2 separate regions of the Gossypium hirsutum genome follow, and region 1 is linked to region 2. The links are chromatin contacts, called in public Hi-C maps. All regions are on one chromosome and are shown on one strand. The core of a region is the stretch at or near the end of the contact, and the rest is flanking DNA. Distances in the headings are between cores, read along the strand shown. Region 1 has its middle 2.9 kb from the start of LOC107900177. Region 2 has its middle 4.9 kb from the start of LOC107900143.

Region 1 (5,597 bases), core at 1,789-4,288, 98 kb before region 2:
ATGAGGTTGCTAAAGATTGAATTTAATCTCTTATGCTTACAATATAATACTTTTTTCATTAAGTTAAGAGATTATTGACATTACATACAATAAATATTAATTCTATTAAAATTTAGGGTAAACTACATTACTAGTCATTAAAATATGGGTAAATTTTCATTTTGATTATTTAATTAAAAAGTTATAATTCAGTCACTAAACTATTCGAAAGTTTTTATTTAAGTCACTGAACTATTCAAATATTTTTATTTAAGTCATTGGATTGTTAAGTTTTTTTTTAAAATTCTACCAGCATGTTCTAAGCGATGATTCGACGATTGATACAATAGATCAATACCCATCTATGAGTAGAAGAACATACCTTAAGTCCAAGACAATCTATCAGTAATTGTCGAAGATCATAGAAAAAGGTTGTTTGAATTTTGGTTTTTAGAGTTGTGACATCTAAATTTGTTTCATGAAAATAACTGAATTGTAGAAGAGAAAGAGAAAGAAAGCTTTTAATTGGTGCAAGCAATGCAAACAGAGAAAACTATATAACATTGATTTTAACACCTTAGTGAATTAAATGAAAATTTTTGAATAATTTAGCAATCAAATTGTAACTTTTTTAGTTAAATGACCAAAATAAAAACTTACCCATAGTTTAATGATTAATTAACTTCATTTTTTAATAGTATAAGGACTAAATTAATTCCTTTAGAAATAAAATGAGAAATTTAATCTTATCCTTATAATTAAGTCGCTAAGTACTTTAATTATTTTTTTCATGTTAGACATTTTGAAAAGTAAGTGTAATATTAAATTATTAATTATATTCTCTTACAAATATAAGAAATCGTATTTAGTTGTACTTACATATTAAAAATAGGAAAAAAATTGGAAGCTTAATAATATCGTCTAATTTTCTCAATTTCCAACCTTTCTCCTAAAAATTGGAACAAGTTATTAGATATTTCAACTACACTTAAAATAAGGCCTTTAGCAAGTTAAAATTAACAAAAATCTATTTTCTACTAAAGTTTGATTAAATGAAGTTGAGATCTGTTTGCAAGCTAACAAAGATATAATTTAAATGATAAATTTAAATGTCTCTCTCTTGACACGCTCTTGTCTGTTGTTTTCACAAGTTTTTTTTAAAGGTTTTTTTTAAAAAAAAGTCTATTTCCTTTGTTAGTTCAAATCAATTCGAGTGTTTGCTTTTTGTTTTTTCTGAGTGAGTTTTTGCTTTTTTCTTTTTTGGGTTTTTAATATGGAGAGGAATATGGAAAATCTGAGAATTGACGATGAAGAGGAGGTAGGATGGAATAATAATGGAGATTAGAACCCCTAACAATCGACATACAATTTATGTCTGGTGGGATGTTGCGCGCATCATTGTTTTACCGAGATGGCTTATCGTGGCAACCACTGGATGCGAGAGTGGCAGATACACAATGGGCGGTGAGGATGATGCAGCAATCGACCATGGAAGAAGATGATGACGCTACCGATCTATTTAGGCGATAACTACGAGGAGGAAGTCTACAAGCATAAACATTCCATGTGATGGGAGGGAAAAAACTCATTTGGGGTTAAAAATAAATACTCATAATTGAATGTAATGGTAAGACACGTTACATTTTTAAATAATGATATAAGTTAGAACTTTAGAGATGATATTGTTAGACGAGACAATAATGAACCCTAAACATGAACCATAAAATAGATATATAAAAAATGAAAAAATAAGTAACCAAAAGTTTGTGAAGAATATTATTTTTGACAAGGAAGGACCGACAAAACAACTTGATTTATTATTTATTTTCCAAATTTCTTCCTAAAATCATGTTTAATAATATTGGCATACATATTATAAAAACAAACAAAAAAAAATTGCCATACAATTAAATAGCCAGTTCCTTAACCAAATTGGATCCGATTCTATAGCTGTCGCGGTGTCTTTATTTTATTTTATTCCATTTTTTAAAAGGCGAAAGAAACAGACAAAGATGAATTGAAGATTGTGTTATTTATTTACAACTAATCAACAATACGCGCTTTAATTTTGTCCCCCCACTTTATTTACTATTGCTTCCTTATACTTATGTTCCACTTGCGTTTAAACTTCTCAACTTTTCTTCTTCTTTTTCCTCTTTATGAAAGCCTATCTGACGCTACTATGTTAGGAGTTGTTTCATCCGCTAAGTGCATGGAAAAGGTATTTGATTTTAGTTTAAATTTTAATATTGTTATTGTTAAAAGAAGGTTTTATTTGAATATCACTCAATTCAAATATGATTAGTCTCAAACGGTAAAATTGATGAGCACACTTATAGTTATAAAATATGGTATAATGATAAATTTAATTTTTGATATTTACATTTTTTATTAATTTGACTTTTATTTTTTGTTAAATTTGATATTTAATCATTTAAAAAGAGTCAAATTATTTTTTTAGCGGAAATTGTGAATAAAACACTAATTTTTAACAATGTTGATGCGGTAAGCCGCGTGACATCCTATATGTACACTTCATGTTAACAAATAATTAAAAATTATAAAAAAATTTAAAAATTCAAAAAGTTTTTAAAAAAATACACTTGAATTATTATTTGAGTTGACATGTTTAAAAAATTAATGATTTAATCAATATTTCTATTAAAAAATATCAATTATTCTCTTTTGAAAAAGTTGATGGTGCAATTTAATTTTTTTTAACTTAAATTGATAAAAAAAATTGTAAACATTTAAATTTAAATTATGTTGTTCCTACTTGTTCTCTTAGCTTTGAGTCATCATCAAAATTTCATTTTTAAAATAGAAAATTGAAGGTCAATTATAAATACGGATACCCATTCAACTCCTACTGTTTATGTATTGCAATTTGTCCTGGAAACATAACAAGGATGTAGCCATGGCATTTTCTATCTTTTCAAACGTATCTCTTCGCATTTCCCATCTTCTAAAGCTGATGTCTACAATTGGATATTTTGGCCCAACAGTGTTTCACAAATCATGAGGCCCGTGTTTAAAATTTTGGGGCTAAATGTCAGATCCACTACATATTCTTGAATTTTCATATACAGTGGTCTTCAGGCCCACCACGTTTAATAGTTTGGTTGTAACTGGTTTGAAATAATTTCCACTTTTGTGGGCTGAAATGTCAGATCGGTTTAATTGGGCTCGACTTTCTTGTTTGACATATTTGGGTAGTTTTGTTTAGGTGATTCAGGTTCCAATCTCCCTCGAAACTGAAGTTTGTATTTCCATTGTTCTATGCATGCTTCGAAATTCTTTACGCCATACAACTGGTTGAATTTCAAAATTCTAAAATTAAACAGTCATACATAAATGTAAACTTAGGTTTTTAATATATTCTAATGTTTAACTTATAATTTTTTGAAACTACTAAGAGTTTGTTTGGATAATAAAAGATAATTGAATGAAAATGGTTTTTTTTTTAATTACAAAGAATTGTAATCCCTTAAACATGTTTGGCTGACAAAGTATAATTATATCGTAATTGTTTATGTTATATTTTGTAGTACAAATTTTAAGTACACAATTATATCATTTATATTTTAAAAAATATTAATTAATATAAGAATTATTATTATGAAAATAATAATTTCTAAATAAGTAACAAAAATTGAAATCAAGTCATCATACGTGTCATGTTAGCCTAAAAAAGTAGTTAATAACACGATTACTAATAAAAATAGTAAGGAAAATAAACATCATATGCAATTTTATCAAATTGTTCTAGTGCATATTTGTTGGGTTATTATCTGAATTTGAGCTACATCATTAAAATTATCAATATCTCATTCTTCCATGTAATATACGAAGTATGGATCATCTCAATTCTACTTATGATTGAAGTTATGAAATACCTTTTTTTTTATAAATTGTCCAAAACTTTTATAATAATTCTTATAAGTAATATATATTTTTCCATACCTTTAAAGGTTATATTTTATAAATAACTTATAGTAAAAAAGCTATAGCATTTTTTTATGAATAATGTTATGGTGTTTGCTATTACCAACCTGCTACTCAGTTATCTAATTAGGACCAACCCGTTTGTATCCTTACATGGGTTCACACGTGATGAGTTCGCATCCTTTCATGAGCTCACACATGATGGGTTCCCATCACCATGCAGGCGAACTCATACCTAGAGAACATGTGTAGATATTAAAATAGGGTACATGTTAGCATGCATGTGGGCCTACCTAGGATGTCACATCTAGGAACTGTATCATATAAATAAAGAAATTAGCCCCCTTGGAGGACAAACAGACAAAACACTCAACAATTTGGTGTGGTGAGTGTGGACAAACTTTTGACCATCAAAAAATCAGAAAATCAAGATAACTCACCTTAATGAGAATTTCCCTAACAACTTTCCATCAGACCAAGCAGGAGGTTCTGACACTGGCAATCAACTTTGAAAGATCGATCTTTTCACTGGCTAATTTGTTGATCGGCCAAAAGACTTGGGCAACTCAAGCTAAGGGGGTGCTTCTAATTCCTTTGATCTTAAATGTCCATTCTGGTCAGGGGCCATCCTTTCCTTTTGATTAGGTAGCACCGCCGTAATAGTTATTTGGTTTACAAGAACAACTAAGGTTAATGAAAGAGCATATGACTCAACAGAGTACCAGGTTTGAATAGCAACAATCGTTTCACCAGGAACTACTAAGACAGAACGAGGAATTAAGAAGAAAGATGTAATTCGACCTTTTTTATTTTAGAACAATGTCGCGCCTCTTCAGGAGGAGGCTGTAGGAGCATATGCAAAGCCATAGCAAAGCGAGAGGGATGCTTTGCATAGAGGTGTTCAGGCATTGCACCTTGGGATACAAGACATTGACTGGTTGTTTTGTTCTAACAATCCTTTATCACTAGAGATTGTAGCTGCGAATTTACCATCTAAATTCAAAGTACCGAAAGCGATGTTTGAAGGTAAAAAGGATCCCAAAGCACATCTCATGTAGTATAACGATTATATGAATGTGTTAAGGGCCTCAGACGCGATGAAGTGCAAGGCTTTCTCAAGGACCCTTAAGGGAAGCGCAAAAGAGTAGTATTTATCTTTACCACATAGTTTCATTCAAAGCTTCTCACAATTAGGTCATATGTTTTTGGGTAGGTTCTATACTCATAGGACGATAATGAACACATTAATGGGTTTAATCTTAGTAAAACAAAGAGATGGAAAATCTTTTCAAGATTATGTGAAACAGTTTCATGCAACCATGTTGAACACAAAGAATTTGGAGGACCAATGAGCTATTGATGCCTTCATTATGGGAGTTCAAAATGAGCATGTGCATTATTCATTTACTGATAATAGATCGTAGAGTTTGGAAGACTTATATAAGAGGGCACATAAATTTGTTGAGACAGAAGAAATTAAAAGAGAAGCTTGCAACACCTTTTAGAGGGATGATAGATAGTTGAGGGGTCACCAGAGTGAGCTAGACAAGAAGGCCCTTTATCTTAGGGTCTATGGGTCCAAGGTGGGGGACAACAGAGGAATTACTCGTAGAATGAATCACTAAGGGCATTCTAGAGGCCTCAAGGCGAGCACAAGAATGTATGTTCCTTAT
Region 2 (5,187 bases), core at 1,644-4,143:
TACAATATATTTTGTGGAGGCGAATATAGTGGTAAATACTTTGATGAAACGAGTTAGGCGGGGGATTTGTTTTTTGGTTAACAGTGTTTAGCTTCTTGAGAAAATTTGCTATGATGCTTTATATTAAATTGACTAATTGTTTTGTATTCCGATTTAACTTCATGTGCGGTGTTTTCTATTTATTAAAATGACCATTTCCAAGTAAAATAAAAGTTTTCTGATGAATTAAATTTTAGTTTCTAATGTTTATCTATAAATGTGGGTATTTTATATAGTTAATATTTGCTATAATAATAATAATAAAATAAAATTAAAATCATGTGTCACCATTTTCGGTTAAAGTATATAGTTCTATGGGATTTTAATTAAAGCTCTGTTTAGTATTGTAAAAACACTTTTGGGATAAAATCATTCTTATATAAGCTGCTTTTTAAGAGAAATTTTTTTTTCCCAAGTCAAAAATTAGCCTAAAAGTAATTTTTTCAAAGATAAAAATTTTAACATCTCTCCAAAAATATTTTTTTCCCAAAAGCACTTTTAAGAAGAATTCCTAAATTAAGCATTAATTTTTAACCGCATCACAATATCCATTTTTCCAATTTTACCTATTTCCTCATTTCTTTTTTTTTTCAAAATTCAATTTCATCTAGTACAATTAAAAACTTAAATATTAAGTTATTTAAAACTTAAATTAAAAACACATTTCTAAAATTTTTGTATATAAATATTAGAAATAAAAATTTATTTTGATTTCTTAATTTATTAATTGTCCAAAAGTTTTGAGTGAAATCTACAATCAAGTTTATATTATAGAACAATACAAGTTATCATTTTCATTCAAAAGAATAAATTATAATTTACAAAATACATTTAACTTTACACAATATTTTTAATAAAAAAAATACATAAATATTACTTCTTTTAATCTTAATTAATACAAAGTTTAGGAAATGCTTAAATTAGAATCACAATAATGCTATCTATTGTGATATGTGTTGAGAATGATTTGCTCGTGTTAATGATGTGTGAATTATACTCAAAGAAAGATAAGATATGTTATATTTTGTAATATTTACTATAAAACTTAAATATTAAACTTTATATAAAAAATTTCCAAAATCTTAAAATATTAAACCTTATATTCCAATTCCACATGATTAAAACTAAAATTTTATATTTTATTATTTTAATGACCCAATAAATATGCATAAAGAATTTTATGTTCTGTTGACTAAGTCTTGGCACGGTTGGTATTGTTGTTAGTTTAGGAGGATATGGGTTCAAACACGTTGAAATGCATTTATCCTCTTATTTAAAAGTTAAAAAATGTTATGAGTAAATCTAAACATATCTAAAGCAATATTTGAAACGTTAGATTCTAAACATATTACATATTTTCTTTTGGCTTTTAAATTATTTCCATTATATTTTACATTTCAAATAAAATTCTTATTTTCTTTTAGAAATAAAATTCTTAAAACAATTTTTTAAGATTATATGTTTTTAGGCAATATTTATAACATTAGGATTTACATAAAATTCTTACAATATGAACTTTAAACTATGCTATTTTCCTGTTTAAATTATTATTATTTTTAAAAATAATCTTCAACGTATAGAATAATTTAATAATAGGATTATTTAAATAGATTCAAATAAGGAAATTTGGTAATTTCCAGGGCAGAAAAAAATTTAAAATACATTTTTAATTTGATTTGTTAATTGTATTAAATTTTACTTAATACAAAATTTCAACCTAAAATATATTAAATAAGATAAGTATGTAAATAGCTACTTGTCACTTAATGCTAAATATTAATTTAATTTTAATTAAATTATCTCTTTTTATTTTAAGATATCTCCTTAATTGAATTAAGTTTTAATGTTACAATATTAAAATTATTTTTATAGTAAATTACTAAAAATATATTTTAAAATAAATGCATATATTAATAGCATTCATCAAATTAAATAAGAATTAATTATAGCCATTAATTGGATTTTACTTTCATTTAAAATATTAATATAAAAGTAAAAAAGTCTGTTACCCTAGCATGTTTTTGTCTGCTCTATCTGGCAATTTTTAGGGTTTTTCTCTTGTTTAATTGTTTTGGTGTAACAGCAGAGTTTTGTTTAATTTTATTCGTGGCTTTGGCAAGTTGATTTAGCCAGTTTTAGTTGACGCATCAGAATGGAAATAGAATTTGCGGGGTTAACGCTTGATGAAGAGGAAGAAGCAATTTTACAGGTACCGGATGAACCTAATATGGAAGGAGGAGTGAAGGTTTGTTGACTGGTGGGGTGTTTTATGACAGCAAGCATGATTCACTTCCCGGCTATGAAGAGCACAATGGCAAATTTATGGCATCCGGTTCGAGGAGTTTAAATTCGAGATCTGGGGGAGAAAAGATGTTTATTTCAATTTTTTCATATTATGGACTTAGAGAGAGTAATTAAGGGTCCGCCATGGACTTTTAATAATCATTTATTGGTCCTACATAAGCTGCAGTGAGGGGAGGATCTTTTGAAAGTCCCTTTAATTTTTTCCCCTTTTTGGGTACAATTACATGATGTTCCTATTGGTTTTTTCTCGGAAAATCTGGCAGTCCAAATGGACAACTTTATAGGTACTTTCATGAAGTATGATGGATCAAATTTGGGAAAGGAAAATATAAATTTATGATAATAAGAGTCCAAATTAATATTCGAAGGCCTTTAAAAAGGAAGAAACAAATTATGTGTTATGGAAAGTGTTCCTATGTCAGATTCAAATATGAAGGATTGTCACTGTTTTGCTTTTATTGTGGACGACTGGGCCATAGTGACTCTTTTTGTAAAGCAAAGATGGTATTAGGAGTGGAAATTGCTGAGATGGGATGGGACTTATCTTTGAGGGCACAATCCGATCGAGCTCTAACGATGAATAGTGTGTGGCTAGGGAAGAATGAGAAGGGGAGTGGGGTGTATGTAAGGAGGAAAGACAAATTTTGGAGAATAATGAGAGGGGTTTAGTGCCAAATAAGCGCAACAAAAATAATATAGATCCCATATTGGGGATTAATTTGGAAGGACGACTAACTAACTTATGGAGCGAAGGGGAAAAAGCAAAAAAATGTCAGTCTCACACTTTAATGGAACATGATCTTAAAGATGGATTACTAATAGGAGAAGAGGGTAAAAAGCGGAATAGAGGAGAGATGGAGGATTTTCTGGCTAAAGAGGAGACGACCAATTTGGAAGGAAAAAATAGGAGGGTAGGGAAAGTCAGTCATCTATTATCGGCGGCTGCCGAGGCAAGCCGACCGGTTGCAATGAAAATATTAAGCTGGAATGTCCGGCGTTTGGGGAACCCGCAGACAATTCGAAGACTTCGGCATGTGCTGAAGTTACATAATCCCCAAATTGTCTTATTTATGAAGACGAAGATTTGTAAGAGCCGGATGGAACGAGTTCGAAAAAGTTATGGTTTTCTGCATGGTATAGATGTAAATTCAAATGGATCTGGAGGTGGGCTATGTTTGGCTTGGCGGGGAGGTAATAGTATACAGCTTAGAAGCTTTTCGCAGAGACATATTGGTGTGATTATAGAAAAAGTTGAAAAAGGAAGTAAATGGAGATTTACTAGGTACTACGGGTCCCCTTATTCACAAGATAGAGATAATGCATGGAATCTTTTACATCATTTAGGTGATTTTAAAGAGCTTCTTTGGATCGTTTGTGGGGAATTTAATGAAATTTTGTATGGTTTCGAAAAAAAATGGAGGTTTACCTCACGAAGAAAGAAGAATGAAAGTTTTTCGCAAGGTATTGGAGGATTGCAATCTGGTGGATGTAAGCTTTACGGGCAATTGGTTTACGTGGGAACGGGGTAATCTGCTAGGAACTAATATCCAAGAGCAATTAGACAGGGGAGTAGCAACTGAGGAATGGCTTTCTTTATTTTCTGAATTTCAACTTCAACACCTCCCTCATACATTCTTAGATTATTTCCCATTACTTATGTATACGAAAAAGAAGGATAAGGAGAGAATATCTAGAATTTCAAATCTGAAGCATGGTGGGTTTTGGAGGAATCGTTTCTTAATGTGGTTAAAAATATCTGGGAAAATTCGACAGAAGATTTGTTGAGCAAATTAGAAAGTGTGAAAAGAGGCTTGGAGAGGTGGGCTAGATAGATTCAGTATAATAGAAAGAAAGGAAAAGATGTTAATCTCCAAACTAAGTAAGTTGATGGAAGATGAGAGAAATGATGACAATCTGACAGATCTCATTGATACGAGAATTCAACTCAATTTCGATATTGAAAAAGATGAGCGTTACTGGGAACAGAGGGCGTGAGTAAATTAGTTAAAGTTTAGGGATAAAAACACAGCTTTCTTCCACAAACAAGCAACACAGAAAAGGTGGAGGAACTGAATTAAAAAAATGCAGTATGATGATGGGTGAGAAACAGATGAAATAGGTAAAATGGAGGAGATTGCTAGATCGTTCTTTCATGACTTGTTTTCGGCTAGGAGAAGGGGAAATTATGAGCACATTTTATCAGGAATTTCTAGACTCATTTTTTATGAGGATAACTCAAAGCTCAAGGCGAGATATACGAAGGAGGAGATACAAGAAGCACTGGCAGAACTGGGTCCTACAAAAGCACCAGGAGAGGATAGTTTTCCGACAATATTTTATTAGAAGTGCTCAGATATAACTCAGTTTAGGCCAATTAGTTTGTGTAATGTAATTTACAAATTATTGCCTAAAGTTATGGCAAATCGTCTTCGATTGTTAATGAATAAATGTATGGATCTGGCCCAAAGCGCTTTTGTTCCAGTGAGTTTAATTTCAGATAATGTCTTGTTGGCTTATGAACTTCTACATACATTGAGACACAATAGGGAGGGAAAAAGGGATTTATGGCGGTAAAATTGGATACGAGCAAAGTCTATGATAGGGTTGAATGGAATTTTGTGGAAGATATAATGAAGAAGTTGGGATTTGATCTGGACTAGGTGGCTCTACTTATGAAATGTGTTACTATAGTATCTTACTTGGTTTTCTTAAGTGGGAATAAAGGGGAAACTTTTTTCCCTTCAAAAGGATTAAGACAGGATGATACGTTGAGTCCATTCTTATTCTTATTCTGTAAAGAAGGTTTTTCCAACCTTATGAAGCTAGGGATAAAATCAATGAGAG

What was found. A called contact is a pair of places that touch in the nucleus more often than the background predicts.
Region 1: a Hi-C map of leaf shows a contact between it and region 2, with 2.7 times the contacts expected there. The contact joins two enhancer-like sites. A contact is called at or near these places in 4 of 34 Hi-C or Micro-C datasets (anther, hypocotyl and leaf).

The regions. Positions count from the first base shown.
Region 1 is chrA11:64,998,277-65,003,873 of Gossypium_hirsutum_v2.1, reverse strand. No RefSeq gene overlaps it. Among protein-coding and RNA genes, the nearest start is that of LOC107900177, 2.9 kb to the left of the region's middle. Within about 2 kb of position 3,038, at least 1 of the 9 cell types and tissues checked has an H3K27ac peak or open chromatin away from gene starts, as enhancers often do. A contact at or near this core is called in leaf, where this site is marked.
Region 2 is chrA11:64,900,972-64,906,158 of Gossypium_hirsutum_v2.1, reverse strand. No RefSeq gene overlaps it. Among protein-coding and RNA genes, the nearest start is that of LOC107900143, 4.9 kb to the right of the region's middle. Within about 2 kb of position 2,893, at least 6 of the 9 cell types and tissues checked have an H3K27ac peak or open chromatin away from gene starts, as enhancers often do. A contact at or near this core is called in leaf, where this site is marked.